Regions from separate parts of the Mus musculus genome. Here regions 2, 3 and 4 are each linked to region 1. A link is a contact called in public Hi-C and promoter capture Hi-C data. All regions are on one chromosome and are shown on one strand. The core of a region is the stretch at or near the end of the contact, and the rest is flanking DNA. Distances in the headings are between cores, read along the strand shown.

The links. Promoter capture Hi-C pulls out the DNA fragments that hold promoters and counts their contacts. Hi-C and Micro-C count contacts between places; a contact is called where the count stands out from the background.
Region 2: a Hi-C map of embryonic fibroblasts shows a contact between it and region 1, with 4 times the contacts expected there. The contact joins the promoter of Dhodh here to the promoter of Zfp612 in region 1. A contact is called at or near these places in 16 of 39 promoter capture datasets (the 3T3-L1 cell line, 3T3-L1-derived adipocytes, the HPC-7 cell line and 8 more) and 4 of 484 Hi-C or Micro-C datasets (B cells, adipose-derived mesenchymal stem cells, embryonic fibroblasts and 1 more).
Region 3: a contact with region 1 is called in a promoter capture Hi-C map of liver. The contact joins the promoter of Ist1 here to the promoter of Zfp612 in region 1. A contact is called at or near these places in 3 of 39 promoter capture datasets (embryonic stem cells and liver) and 1 of 484 Hi-C or Micro-C datasets (the C2C12 cell line).
Region 4: a promoter capture Hi-C map of liver shows a contact between it and region 1. The contact joins the promoter of Atxn1l here to the promoter of Zfp612 in region 1. A contact is called at or near these places in 3 of 39 promoter capture datasets (the 3T3-L1 cell line and liver).

Annotation. Positions count from the first base shown.
Region 1 is chr8:110,078,229-110,081,399 of GRCm38.p6, reverse strand. It overlaps Zfp612 (zinc finger protein 612), which reads right to left and starts at 1,666. Exons shown (of 5, transcript NM_175480.4): 1 at 1,396-1,666.
Region 2 is chr8:109,607,237-109,610,407 of GRCm38.p6, reverse strand. Dhodh (dihydroorotate dehydrogenase) reads left to right here and starts at 1,735. Exons shown (of 9, transcript NM_020046.3): 1 at 1,735-2,056. The coding sequence starts at 2,036.
Region 3 is chr8:109,691,624-109,694,794 of GRCm38.p6, reverse strand. Ist1 (increased sodium tolerance 1 homolog (yeast)) reads left to right here and starts at 1,501. Exons shown (of 10, transcript NM_028018.2): 1 at 1,501-1,611.
Region 4 is chr8:109,736,348-109,739,518 of GRCm38.p6, reverse strand. It overlaps Atxn1l (ataxin 1-like), which reads left to right and starts at 1,739. Exons shown (of 4, transcript NM_001080930.2): 1 at 1,739-1,888.

The DNA of each region.
Region 1 (3,171 bases), core at 417-2,916:
TCAAAACCTAACTTCAGAACTGAGTCTCAGCCAATCATAGTGGCCAGGCTGATCAAACTAGGTTCAAATAAGGCAAGCTCCAGGCACAAGCCAACTGAGCTAGCTCTTCAGTACAGGTCTTCTCCTGTCTATAAATACCCAGCCCCATGGCATCCCCAGTCTTACAAGTTGTTGTGGTGTCAATCATTCTTTGCCCAACTGAACTGTTATATTTAATTTGTCTATATTTTTTTTCTATTTTGCTATCTTTGTCCTTCACTCTGTCCAGGCGACTATATTCTACTCATAGCTAAATTCCCACAAACAAAACAAAACAAAACCCTTTGTCCTACGTTCTACATCTTGAAAAACCTAGACTACAAAAGGATTTTTAAATGTTTCTACCTCTTCAAATTGCAGGAGTTTCCCCAGCCATTTTCATTATGACTTATTTGGCAATTAAAAAACTATCAGGCTGTAAATTTTCCTCTGGCTCAGAATTAACCCTTGACCAGGAACACTCGATGCCAAATGTGTTTGGAAAACTCTATATCCACATCAAATCTTAAAAATGTCTACAAAGGGGGTGCCCAGGAAGGGGGGGTGTGAAATGAATCAAATGCATTCTACATTTGTATGAAAATTGCCTGTGAATAAAAAAGCTTGAAAAATGTATTCCTATGGATATTCTCATGTGTAGGAGACATGCACAAAGTATCCATCGTCAGCACTATTTGTGATGCATAACCAGCCTGAAAACAACCTACCCATCCCCTGAAAATACAGCTTCTGTATTGTTTTTATAGCTGGACCTTACCCAGCTGACATAGACACTACTTAGAAATTAACCAAGTACTCAAAAACAACAACAACAACAAAGCTTAAACTGTTGCATATGTATACACTTTTAAAAAAATAGGCTGTGGTAAACACAAAATTCAAAATAGTTGTTACATCTGAGGGTGGGAAGAGTCTGAGAGTCAGATGAAGAACGAATACACTGATGGATGCAGCATAAGGACCAGATTCGTTCTTATCTGGCTGCGCATAGGTAAGCATCCGTTACTTTTCTTTCTCTTAAAACTCTTTCTCTGTGTCTATCTCTGTCTCTGTCTCTCCCTGCTCCCCACCTTGGAAAAATAAGTGTTTTGGCTACGGTTATAGCCGTAAGAGACCTGCATCCATCCAAATGTCGCACTGCCTTCTACGGGGTATGAAATAGCAGCAATTCTGAAACTAGTCTGTGTGTACTCTTGCCATGTCGTCATCTTGTGTGCATGTGTGGGGCCTGACGTCGATGCAGCAGACCAGGCCTTAAGCTCGCTCTGTCCCCAACGGCTGAGAAGTGGCCCTGCTTTCCCTGCGGTGGCCCCGCGCCCTTCACCCTGCCTGGAGCCCGGGACAAGCAGTACACACCTGCAGGGCCGCGGCGGGTCAAGAGACCTGCGATGTCACCTCGAGCCGCTTCGCCCCCGCACGCAGCTACCCCTCTGTGAAGTGACACAGCTTCCCCGATCCGCCACCTGCTGAGTTTTCTGGGTCTGACAATGGTCGCCACTCAAGCGTCACCGCTGTGGACACGGAGACTTGGTGGCCCGCGAGGCTGGCTGCGGGAGCCCCTGCGTGCTGTCCGCCAAGACACACCGCGAACCGCAATGGGTCCGCACTCACCTGCGCAGCACGGTCCGCGCGCGGCCGGAAGTGCGTCACCGGCCCGACCCCGCCCCTCTAGGAGTGCTGCCCCCTCCCTCTCTGGGGTGCCCGCCTGGCCTCTGCGGTTCTCTGTCGCCTAGGACTCAAGCTCTTTGTCGTGGGCCATGGGTTCTGATGTCTTAGGACCCTTACTCCTGGAGTACTGGATAGACCCACCCGAGAAAGGCCACCCGAGTTTATGTCTTGGTAAAGCTGGAGGTGCCAGCAGGTGGACTGTGCCAGTGCGTCACAGGCTGGAGGACCCAGGGTCCACTTTAAAAATAAATGTTATGTAATGTCATGCAGGCCTGCTGCTGGGCCTTGATTGCAGTTGTTCTGGAAGCTGAGGCTGGAGATGGCGCTTAATGATACACTGCTTCTCGGGCACTCTGGGTTCAAAAACCAGGACAAATAATAATAATAACAACAACAACAACCTGATTTCCTACCATGAAATTCATAACTACCTGCTGTTGACACAAGAAAACAACTCTTACCTTAAAGGGGATAAGAGATAGTTTATTCTCAAACCAAATTTAAGTGATCATAGCCCAGGAGCCCAGATTTAGGTTGCCCCAAATTCCACGTTCCAACGCGGAAGCAGTTTTATAGTTTTACAGATCAAAAAAGTCCTAAATCAAAGTTTAAGATATATTGGTTGGGCCGGGCGGTGGTGACGCACGCCTTTAATCCCAGCACTTGGGAGGCAGAGGCAGGCAGATTTCTGAGTTCGAGGCCAGCCTGGTCTACAGAGTGAGTTCCAGGACAGCCAGGGCTGCACAGAGAAACCCTGTCTCGAAAAGAAAAAAGAAGAAAAAAAAAAAAAAAGATATATTGGTTGGGTGCATCAGAGAGGTCGGTACAGCAAGATAGGGGTCGCCTTTCTATATTTCAGATGGATGCTATATGATAACCTTCTTGGCTTTTGTGTTGGTGGAAGTCAATGGCCTGTTACAAGATCCCAACAGGTGTTTAATCTATATTACAGGATGTTAGTTCTTACAGAAAAATAAGCAAGAAATGGTTATTCAAAGTGGTAACACTGGCCCAAAATAAGATAATTAGCTAGCCTTGGCACCTGTAGCATTCCAATATCTCAACAGCACTATAGTTCAATGAGTCAGTCTCTGTAGACATGACTTCTGTTCGGGAACTGAAAATTGGCACTGCCTAGAGACCCACAAGTAATACATAGTAGAGGATACATGAAAATGATTTATAGTAACAACACTACTTTGGTCTAATGGCATACATATTTGCCATTGTCCCACATGGAATTCGGATGTCAGAGCCACAGAGCTCCTGTCTTTCGCTGGTGTTTCCAAAAATCACAAGAGCATGATCTAAAACGGTGAATGCTCTTTTGACAGAGTTCTGAGTGAAACACAGAATGGTTTTTCTCTTCATGATGCTGGAGTCAGATTCCTGGAATTGCTACACGCGTTGTCTGAGTCCTAGATTCTGGCCAAGGTTTTCACTTACATAAATGACTAGTCACAC
Region 2 (3,171 bases), core at 486-2,985, 470 kb after region 1:
AGAAGAGCTACAAACAGGACACAGAGAACTTAAGTATCCCTATTTGTAGACAATATGAGCCTATACCTAAAACACATTGAGAATTCCACCAGAACACTCTAATAGACGATACCAACTTTCAGGAAAATACCACGATACAAAATAAATACACCATGGTGGTATATACCTTTGGTCCCAACATTAGGGAACCAAAGGCAGGCAGACTTCTGAGTTCCAGGCCACAGATAAACCCCAAATCAAAACCAAAACTCAAAATCAATATAACAAACCCATCCTCAAGCAGTGAGACAGCTCAGTGGTCAAAGGTGCTTGCTGCCACACCTGACAGCCTGAGTTCTGTCCCCAGAAAGCACATGATGCAAAGACAGGACTGATTCCTGCGAGTTGTACCCTGATCTTTATACATGTACCATGCCCCCGCCCCCACCCCCCCCCAGAGTTATTTACTGGCCTACACATGTCTGCCATAGCAGGCTGCTGTCTGAACTCTCTCACACACAGAACAACAAATTTAAAACAAACAAACAAACATTCAATCACTAACCCAAACTCCTAGATACGTCACTTCTAGGTATAGTCCCTAAATAATCCAAGCTGGCATATGACCGAGGTACCTGTATATCTATGTTTTTTGGAGCAATATTCACAACAGCCAGTTTATGGAAGCAGTAACAGACAAACAGATCAAGATAATGATATATATGATACATATATGGTATGGAACAACATTCAACCATTAGAAAGAATAAAATGAGGTAATTTACAGGAAAATGTATGGGACTGGAGATCATGTTACATGAAGCAAGCCAATCTCAGACTGCTAAATATGCTTTTTTTCTTGTATGCAGGATACAGACCTTAAAAGGACTTATTTTTAGAATTTATGTGTACACACACACACATCTACCTGTTGGTATGGGAAAACCAGTACAGTGCCCCAGAAGAAATGTGGTCCTGGAGTTACAGGCAGTTGTGAGCTACCTGATGTGGGTGCTGGAAACGGAACTTGGGTCCTCGCCAAGAACATCAAGTGCTAACAGCTGAGCTATCTCTCCAGCCTCCTGTAACCTGACCCAAATTATGACCTAAAGTGGGGAAGTATTATTCCAGAAAAGGAAGGGGACCAGTGGGAAGGGGGACAATAGGATACAAACATAAGGTTAAGGGCCAGAGTACGTGGGTCCAATCATCTGTAACTACCGTTCCAGAGGATTCAATGCCCTCCTCTGGCCTCTGTAAACGCTTGGCACAGAGGCACTTGAGTGCTGAGGCAGGATTGGTTTTTAGAAAAACCTGGCCTACACCATAAGATTATCTTAAAAATAAAACCATATTTACTTATCAACACCTCAGAGTTTACTTTTAAAACCAGTGGGTAAATTTTTGTGTGTTTGCATGAGTGTACTTTTTTTTTCCTTCTCCCTGTAGAGACAGGGTTTCTCCATGTTGTAGCCTAGGCTCTCCTGGAACTCATTCTGTAGACCAGGCTGGCCTCAAACTCACAGAGATATGCTTGCCTTTGCCTGCCAAGCGCTGGGATTAAAGGCCGGCGCCACCACTGCCCTGATAAAACAGAATTCTTAGGATTTCTGTTTCAGAAAGGGGGCTATGAAAGCCATACCGCAGCACCGGCATAAAGACAACCGTGCGGAACCTTCGGGCTGCATCGCCCTTTGTTTCCTTCCCAGGGACAGGGAAGCATTAGGGTAGTGCGCACTACCGGGCGCTGGGGTTGGTCTGCAGATTTCGGAAGCGTCTGCTCCCCACTCGAGACTTCCGGAAGCCTCCTCCTCACGGTTGCACCGAAGGAAGGGTGCGCGACTTCAGAGCAGCGTCCCTTAGGAGGCGCGACAGCGACAAGACAGAAAGTAGGCACGTCCCGCCACGGAGCCTGACTCCGGGCAGAGCGCACGCGTTCGGCTGTCCAATCAACGTCTAGGGGCGGGCCGGCTGGTGGGGCTTGGGAGATAGGTGGAGCCGAGCCCACATTCTCCAATGGGATGCAGGCAGAGGCGGGCTTAATGGCAGAAGGAGCATGGCGTGGAGACAGCTGAGAGTGAGTCCTGCGCGGGGAAGCTCATTCGTGGTGTGGATAACCGGCAGGGAGGGGGATGAGGCTGGGAAACTGAAAGGCTGGGACCCTTGAAGTGTGACCTGCACGTGCACAGCTAAGGGCATGCAAAAAGCAAGCGTATGTGGGCAGAGGCTAGGCTGAACCTGAGAGATACGCGGGCATTTTTTTTTTTTTTAAATTGATCCAAGTATCGGGCCTTTGTGAGGACACGATCGCCTACGCTCCAAGGAGGGATGAAATAAGACATAAGGCCACCCTTTTGGATCAAGTGTGGTCAGAATGGAAGTTCCATGTGAAGAGTTCTTAGTTGTGACCCTGGTCTGGAAAAAGGGCACAGATACTGGTGCTTGACTTGAGGAATTTCTGCAAACTCCCCGAGGAGGGAGAATGAATACTTGGTTTGTGTTGCAGGCAAATCTGATCATATCTGCTACTTCCTTGTTTAGTGGACAAATCCCATTAAAAAAAAAAAAAAAAGTGTAGGCGCGCGCGCACGTGCGTGTGTGCACACGTGAGTGCAGATACCCTCTGAGACCAGAGGGTTTTGGATCCTCTAGAGCTCCAGTTGTGAGCCGCCTGACATGGGAGCTGGAACCGAACTCAGTTCCTCTGGCAGAGCAGCACGTGCACTTAAACCAAATCTGTTAGCCAAATGTTGGCTGACGCCTCTCTTCTTTTCTCCTGTTTCATTTAAAGCAGTGTTTTCCTTTTAGTTCCAAGCAGCCGTCTATCCCTCCCCCATGCCTTGGCCCCTCTCATTGGCCTCATCCACCTAGAGATCTCTTCTCCAGCTGCTATCTCCTCTTTAGCTTGTGTCTAACCTTTGAAAGTCAGCTTTTACTCGCTTCCTCAAGATCCTTCCATGATTTATCCCTTCATGTCACTTGTCATGGCTCTATGTTTATGTGGCCATTAGTTTGTCTCTTGGGTTACACTCTCCTGAAGAACAGGTTTGCTTGCCTTTGGTGAAGGATCGAATGAGTGCATTAGCCACATAGCATCTGGCAGTGATAGTTATCGAAAAGCATAGGGAAGCACTTTTGACTGGGTTGTGGTTCTCTGCCCAACAAGACTTAAGCTATGTTTATATTGTAACC
Region 3 (3,171 bases), core at 252-2,751, 390 kb after region 1:
ATTAAACAAACAAACTGAAGCTTTATGGCTGCCATTTTACCTTTATACACATAGGCATTTCTTACATGAAAAGATTTTATACAAAATAACAATATCTGATATGTATGCCTTTATTATCTAATGACATTCATCTGAAAAAAAAAAAGGATTGGTTAGTTTGAAACTGTATCTAAACAATGTCCACACACATTCGCACCTTCGGTTGGGTTGTCCCTAGGCACTTTAAATATGAACAACCTGCCCCTTAAGTGCTGCGATACTTTTCTATCATCGGAGCCAAACAACAGCCATCTTCAGGAATGTAGCTGTGCCCAAAGATCATCATATTTGAAGGAGGGGCCAAGAGGGTCTTGGAACCCTCACCTGGGTATGCCTGCAATCGATACCAGCTGTTGAACGTACTTCCGCCCTAATTACGTGTAGCCTGGGGAGGGGCTAGAGTGTGGGCTGGAGAGCAGTAGGGAAGTGGGCTCCATCCATGCCAGGAAGCCTTCATTTCTACTGGATACTTTCCAGTGCAAGCTTATTTGAAGGAGAGTGATTACTCACTTGCTTGTTAAGTGACTTGTCACCTATGGTCTGTAAATGAGCCCAATAAACTAATTTGTGCTTCAGGGGAAATTTTTCTATCATTGTACTTTGTTGTTGGGACTGTGTGTGTAGAAAGTGTTAGCCACAAATGTCATGATCTCATTGCAGAACTACAATTTTTCTATGCAAATATTTTGCTGGGGGAACGATCTGAACATTTTATGGGAACCAAATATTGTGTAATTCTAAGGTCCTAGTATCCTGGAGCTTTGAACAGCGGCACATGGTTACAAGCCAGTTATTTTCAATTCATATTATCCTCCCAAAGTAACCTGCAGTCCTCGTTTTACCACTGACCCAAGACAAGCCACAGTTTTGGTCTTGATAGCTGTGGCCTCATAGCAGGGCCAAGAGCCAGAGAACAGGAAGGCTCTTTCTCGCTTTCAAGCCCAGAAAAGCCTCTGAATACAGATACAAAATAAGAGCGAGAGTGGAGGCTGTGCAGAGTACATTAGTGAAGGTGCGGGGCGGACAGTGTCGGTGGAAAGAGAGGCGGTGGAGGAAAGTCGGCTCCACAGCGCTGAATCTCGCCCAACCATCCCTCCGAGGTCGGAGTCCCAGGACCGACCGACCGACCGACCGACCGACCGGTGAGCTAAGTGGGGAAGCCAGACTCCGCTCGGATCCGCGGGCGTTTGCGAGACAGTCTGCAGCCGGTTTTTCCAGGGGCTGGAAGAATCTGGAACAAGGGTACCGGGCACAGAATCCAGGAGAAGCCTCCACCCGCCCCGCCGCGCCCGGGGCAAATTGCAAGGCGCGCCCTTAGCAAATGACTCAACCCACTGCGTGACGTTAAGTGTCACAAGTCAGGTCCCACGCCTCCGCCGTGGGAAATAGTCCCTCGCTCCGCCCCTTGTTGTGTGCGCAGCCAATCCCTGCTAGGTAGGGCGTGGCTAACACCGCCCCCTTGGATTCCTCCGCTCGAGTCCGCGGTGGGGAGGTCGAGGGAGTCGCCATTTTGGATGCCGAGCGGCTCCTCGGAAGTCGGCTTCTTCCGTTTTCACGTCCGGATCCCTCCAGGTGAGCGTGCCCTCCTTAGACCTAAGCATCTTTGTCTCCCTCTTCCATCTACGTCCCGCTTTTACGGAACCCCAGCGTTAGTCTGTAGGACCGTGAGGACAAGCCGTCCGCGCCGTGTCAGCGGGGGAAGCCCTGGCAGTCGGGGTCAGGCCTGAGGTCGGGCTCCGGCCGTGGGAGGAGGTGGGACCGCCTAGACAGGTGCTGGCGTCGCTGTTGCCCCCGGCATGAGCCGGGCACTGAGGAGACACCCCTCTGCAGTGCGGTCGGGTCGGGACCCTGAGGGAGGCCTTGTCCCCACCGCCGCGGTTGCTGCGGGGTGAGTCAGACCAGGAGAGCCCGAGGGAGCGCTCCTCTTCCGGGTCCTGGGGTCAGGCGTGGCCCTCAGGACCTTGAACTTGAGCTAGGATGCGGACCGGACCAGGGCTGCGGCCGACTGATGTCAGGGGGAGGCTACGGGGGCTTATTGTGTACAGTCTGTTGTTGTTGAATGGCTCCCGGGAGGAGACTGTCATTTCTTTTGTTGTGCCTTCTTGGTGTTTGTTCTGGTTTTGTTTGTTTTTGTTTTTGTTTTTGTTTTTTTGTTCTTACGAGAACAAAACAGTATAATCCCTCCATCAAACAATCAACCTGTGTTTCATTGTTTCAGTCAGACTTTTCCATTTCCATATGCATGTCTTTTTCCAGCTTAGTAAAATATTAGTCGGTACATTTGTTAACATCTCACACCCTTCAAGGTTTTTTGACCTTCGTGGGGGAACTTCACCGCATCCTTGTGTTTAAGTCACGCGGCTTCTTAACATTTTCACTTGATAAAAACAATGCTTTCTTCCCCTGATTACTTTCGTAGCCTTTCTCTTTTTCTTCTTGTGCCTCTGGTTTCTAACAAGACCCGAGCCTCTAGAGTCCTTAAGTAGACTCTGATCCACTTAATTTAGGCTCTAATCGGGATCAGGTCCCAATTATATGTAACCTTTTGTGGTTTAAAGTGCCAACACTTCCCAAAACGAAGTGTAGTCTATGAAAATTATTTCATGTGGAACCCTTAAATTACTGATAACGAGGTTTCCTTTTTTTTTTCTTTAAATATTTATTTTATGTGTATGGTGTTTTGCCTAGACCCTTTATCTAGGGTCCCAGGCATATCTGCATCATGAGTGTGCTTGGTGCCTGTGGAGTTCAAAGAGGGTTTCAGATCCCCTGGAACTAGAGTTATTGGGCCGTTGTGAGCCACCGTGGGGGTGTTGAGAATTGAACCCAGGTCCTCTGCAAGTAAGCACCAGGTAGGCTAGGAGCTGGATTGAATGACGAGGAGGAAGGCTCATGTGGTGGCTAGGCATTTAGAGGCCCTTGTGGCCAAGCCTGGTATAAGTTGATCCTTGGTACTTGCATGAAAGAGTACCCACAACTGTTCCACGCTTGTACTGTGGCCCTTGCAAATGCATATGCACACGTGCACACACACACATCAAAGTTTGAAATTCCTTCTTCCTTAAGTTGGCACTCTCAACTGTTTGCTTCACAAACTCATTAGTAGCCAGTACCACAGTTGTTATTTTTCTG
Region 4 (3,171 bases), core at 490-2,989, 340 kb after region 1:
GACCCGCAGTTCTGGTTCTGGAATGAGGGATCTTCCTTGCGCCAGTCCCGAGTTTTTTCTCGTCCCGGAATTCGGCACCAATTGTTATTAGACGCGTTCTCACGACCGGCCAGGAAGAACACCACAGACCAGAATCTTCTGCGGCAAAGCTTTATTTCTTACATCTTCAGGAGCCAGGGTGCAGGAAGCAAGAGAGCAAGAAGCAAGAGAGCAAGAAGCAAGAGAGCAAGAAGCAAGAGAAAGAGAAAACGAAACCCCGTCCCTCTTCAGGAGCATTCTCCTTCGCCTCGGACGTGTCACTCCCTGATTGGCTGCAGCCCATCGGCCGAGTTGACGTCACGGGGAAGGCAGAGCACAAGTAGTCATAAGATACCCTTGGCACATGCGCAGATTATTTGTTTACCACTTAGAACACAGCTGTCAGCGCCATCTTGTAACGGCGAATGTGGGCGCGGCTCCCAACACTTCTGTTTTCTCTCTCTCTCTCTCTCTCTCTCTTTTATATAAAACACGCATAATCACTTTTTCTGTATAAATGTAATCTGAACACAAGACCAACTATTGGCCAAATGTGGGGCTTGCCTGCTGTGGTGGTTTGAATGAGAAACTTCGATATAGGCTTAGATGTTTAACTCTTGGTGGCCAGTTAGTGGCACTATTAAGGTATGTATGGCCTTGTTAGAGTCCCTATGTCACTAGGGACCTGGCTTTGAGGCTCAGAGCCACAGGCAATTCCAGGTTCAGTCTCTCTGCTTTGTGCTTCTAAGTTCTAGATGTGACCCCCTCCTCTCTGCTCCAGCCTCTATGGCTGCTGCTCCCTGCCAAGCTTTCCCACCACAATGGACTCCTAACCCTCTCAAATGGAACCACAAACTCAAATCCTTCTGGCAGTTGCCTTGATTGTGTCTTATCCCAGCAACAGAAAAGAAACGAATGCACCAGTGATACCATCAACTTGAGAGATAGAGGCAGGACGGTTAAGAGTTCAAGTTCACCCTAAACTACACAGTGAGTTCAAAACCACTCTGAGCTACTTGTGACCCTGTCTCAAAAACAAATGAACAAATAAGAAAAAAAAAATCCTCCCCCTCCAATCAGCAACCTAAATCAGCCATTCATTTTTGTGTCTGCTTAAGCCAATCAAACTTTCATTCAAGTATTTAGTATGAACTGGCATTATATGGGTGACAATATTCCAAACCAGTAGCCAAGCCCTGTATTCACTAAGCCAACCTGCTTTCCACTGTAGTAAGAATCCCGTCCTTATTGCTCACCCACTCCCAGGTCTTCAGTACTTTTTCATCTTTTTCTAGGTCCTGCACAGGCACACTTTTTTTTTTTTTTTTTTTTTTTTTTGGCTGCCTCAGGCTATTTCTAACTTTACAAGGCTCTTGACCCTTGAAAAGGTCTGGGCCCAGCTCTCTCTCACCCTGACCCTACAATGACCCTTCCATCTTTCTACTCCAGTAAATTCTGGGGCATCATAAACAAGGCCCCAGGGATCTCCACTATCTGGACTTCTAGTGACAGCTTGTGAAAACTTCTCCAGGGAATCCAGGTCTGGGAGCTTTTTAAGGAAACATCACCTACTCCCTGGACCCATTCAGTGGGACAGGCGTTCATTTTCCCACCAAAGGGGGGCGCTGGGTACGATGGGCAGGCGGCCAGTTTCCTCCTGTGTAAGTAGGCGGCGCTCCCAGGCCAGGGTGACGTCATCTCTCCGCGTCGGGGGGGGGGCGGGATGCGCTCAACGCCATCTCCGGGCGCCCGGCTTGGGGGGGTGCCCGCTGGGTGTGGGGCGGCTCCGGGGCCGGGGATGGCGGCGGCCGCGGTGGCGGCGGCTCCGGGACGAGCGGGAGGAGTCCTGGGAGCTCCGTGAGATGGGCCGGTGAGTGTCGCCTGGAGCGGTGGCCGCTGGGATGGCCTGAGGCCAAGCAGGCCTGGGTTCGGAGCTCTAGTGGAAGGGCCCCCCTAGAAGCCCGTTGCCTCACCCCGGCCGCGGGCCCCCTAAACAGCGGGCAGAGCGAGCGAAAGAGGCCGTGCCTAGCCCCTCTAGATGCTGCTTTCCCGCCTGGCCCAGAAGGCGGCCTCAGGCCCTGATGCCCCGACGGGGTTGTCCCCGCGGGTCAGGATGTCCGAGTTCTCAGGGCGGGAAGGGGCCCCAAACAAGGAAGCGTCGCCAGCGGGGCCTGGCCTCACCTCCACGTCCGACCCCCTACCCCGACTAACCCTAAACGTAGACTCCCCCAGTTCAGGCCTGTACCCCTGTCGGAACAAGGATCATCAAAAGCCATCATCCCTGGTGTCTCTCCCTTTTTGCTGCTCCCTTTTTGTGGGGCGCACCTCTCCCTCAGTGAATTTGGGTCCCCCTCGGTGTGCAGTCTCTTGATTCCATTCCCTGCATGAAGAGGAGCTGCCTTCTCGGCTAGGTTGGCAGGTCTCTGGAATAGTTCCGTTGCCCCTTAGCTCAGGGCCACAAGTTGTGTCATTTCCCATGAGAAATTCTCCAAAGCTGCACCCTACACCCACACCCGGTTTCAGATTTTGAAGTGTTTTGCCTTGTGGGAACCTGGTGGGCAGGCTGAGCTTTCTTTTTGCCTCTTTCCGTCCTTTCATTATTTTGTGTTTGCTAACTCCTCGGTGACCCATAGACGGATTTTCCTTAGCTTTTTTTTTTTTTTTAGCTACAGAGGGCAAGCATCATTTTGGGGGATTAAGAAAATGAAAGAAAGCTGAGTGCTTTCAATTAAACGTTTGATGAAGAATGAGTGCGTGACTTGTACCCACTTGGTGATTTATTTGTGGCATTAGGAATCTGTTTTTCCACATTTCCATCTTTCGTGTACCCTTGAACCATGCCTATCTTAAGTAAACGTTGCCTTCAGTTGGATCGAGCTTGCAATATTCTGACTTTGACAGAACAGGTTCCTCGGTACTAGTCAATACTGCTAATCCAGTTGTTAGGACTTCGTTGGCCCCGGTTTTGGTTTTGGTTGTTTTCTTTTGAGAGGGTCTTATGGAGCTCAGGCTGACTTCTGACTTGCTAAATAATCGAATGTAGTTGGTGAGTACCTTGAACTCACGATCCTCTTCTTTCTACCTCAAAGGTAGTAAGATTACAAAGTGTCCACTCCCATTTCCAATCTGTGAGGTGCTAGAGATGTAACCTCG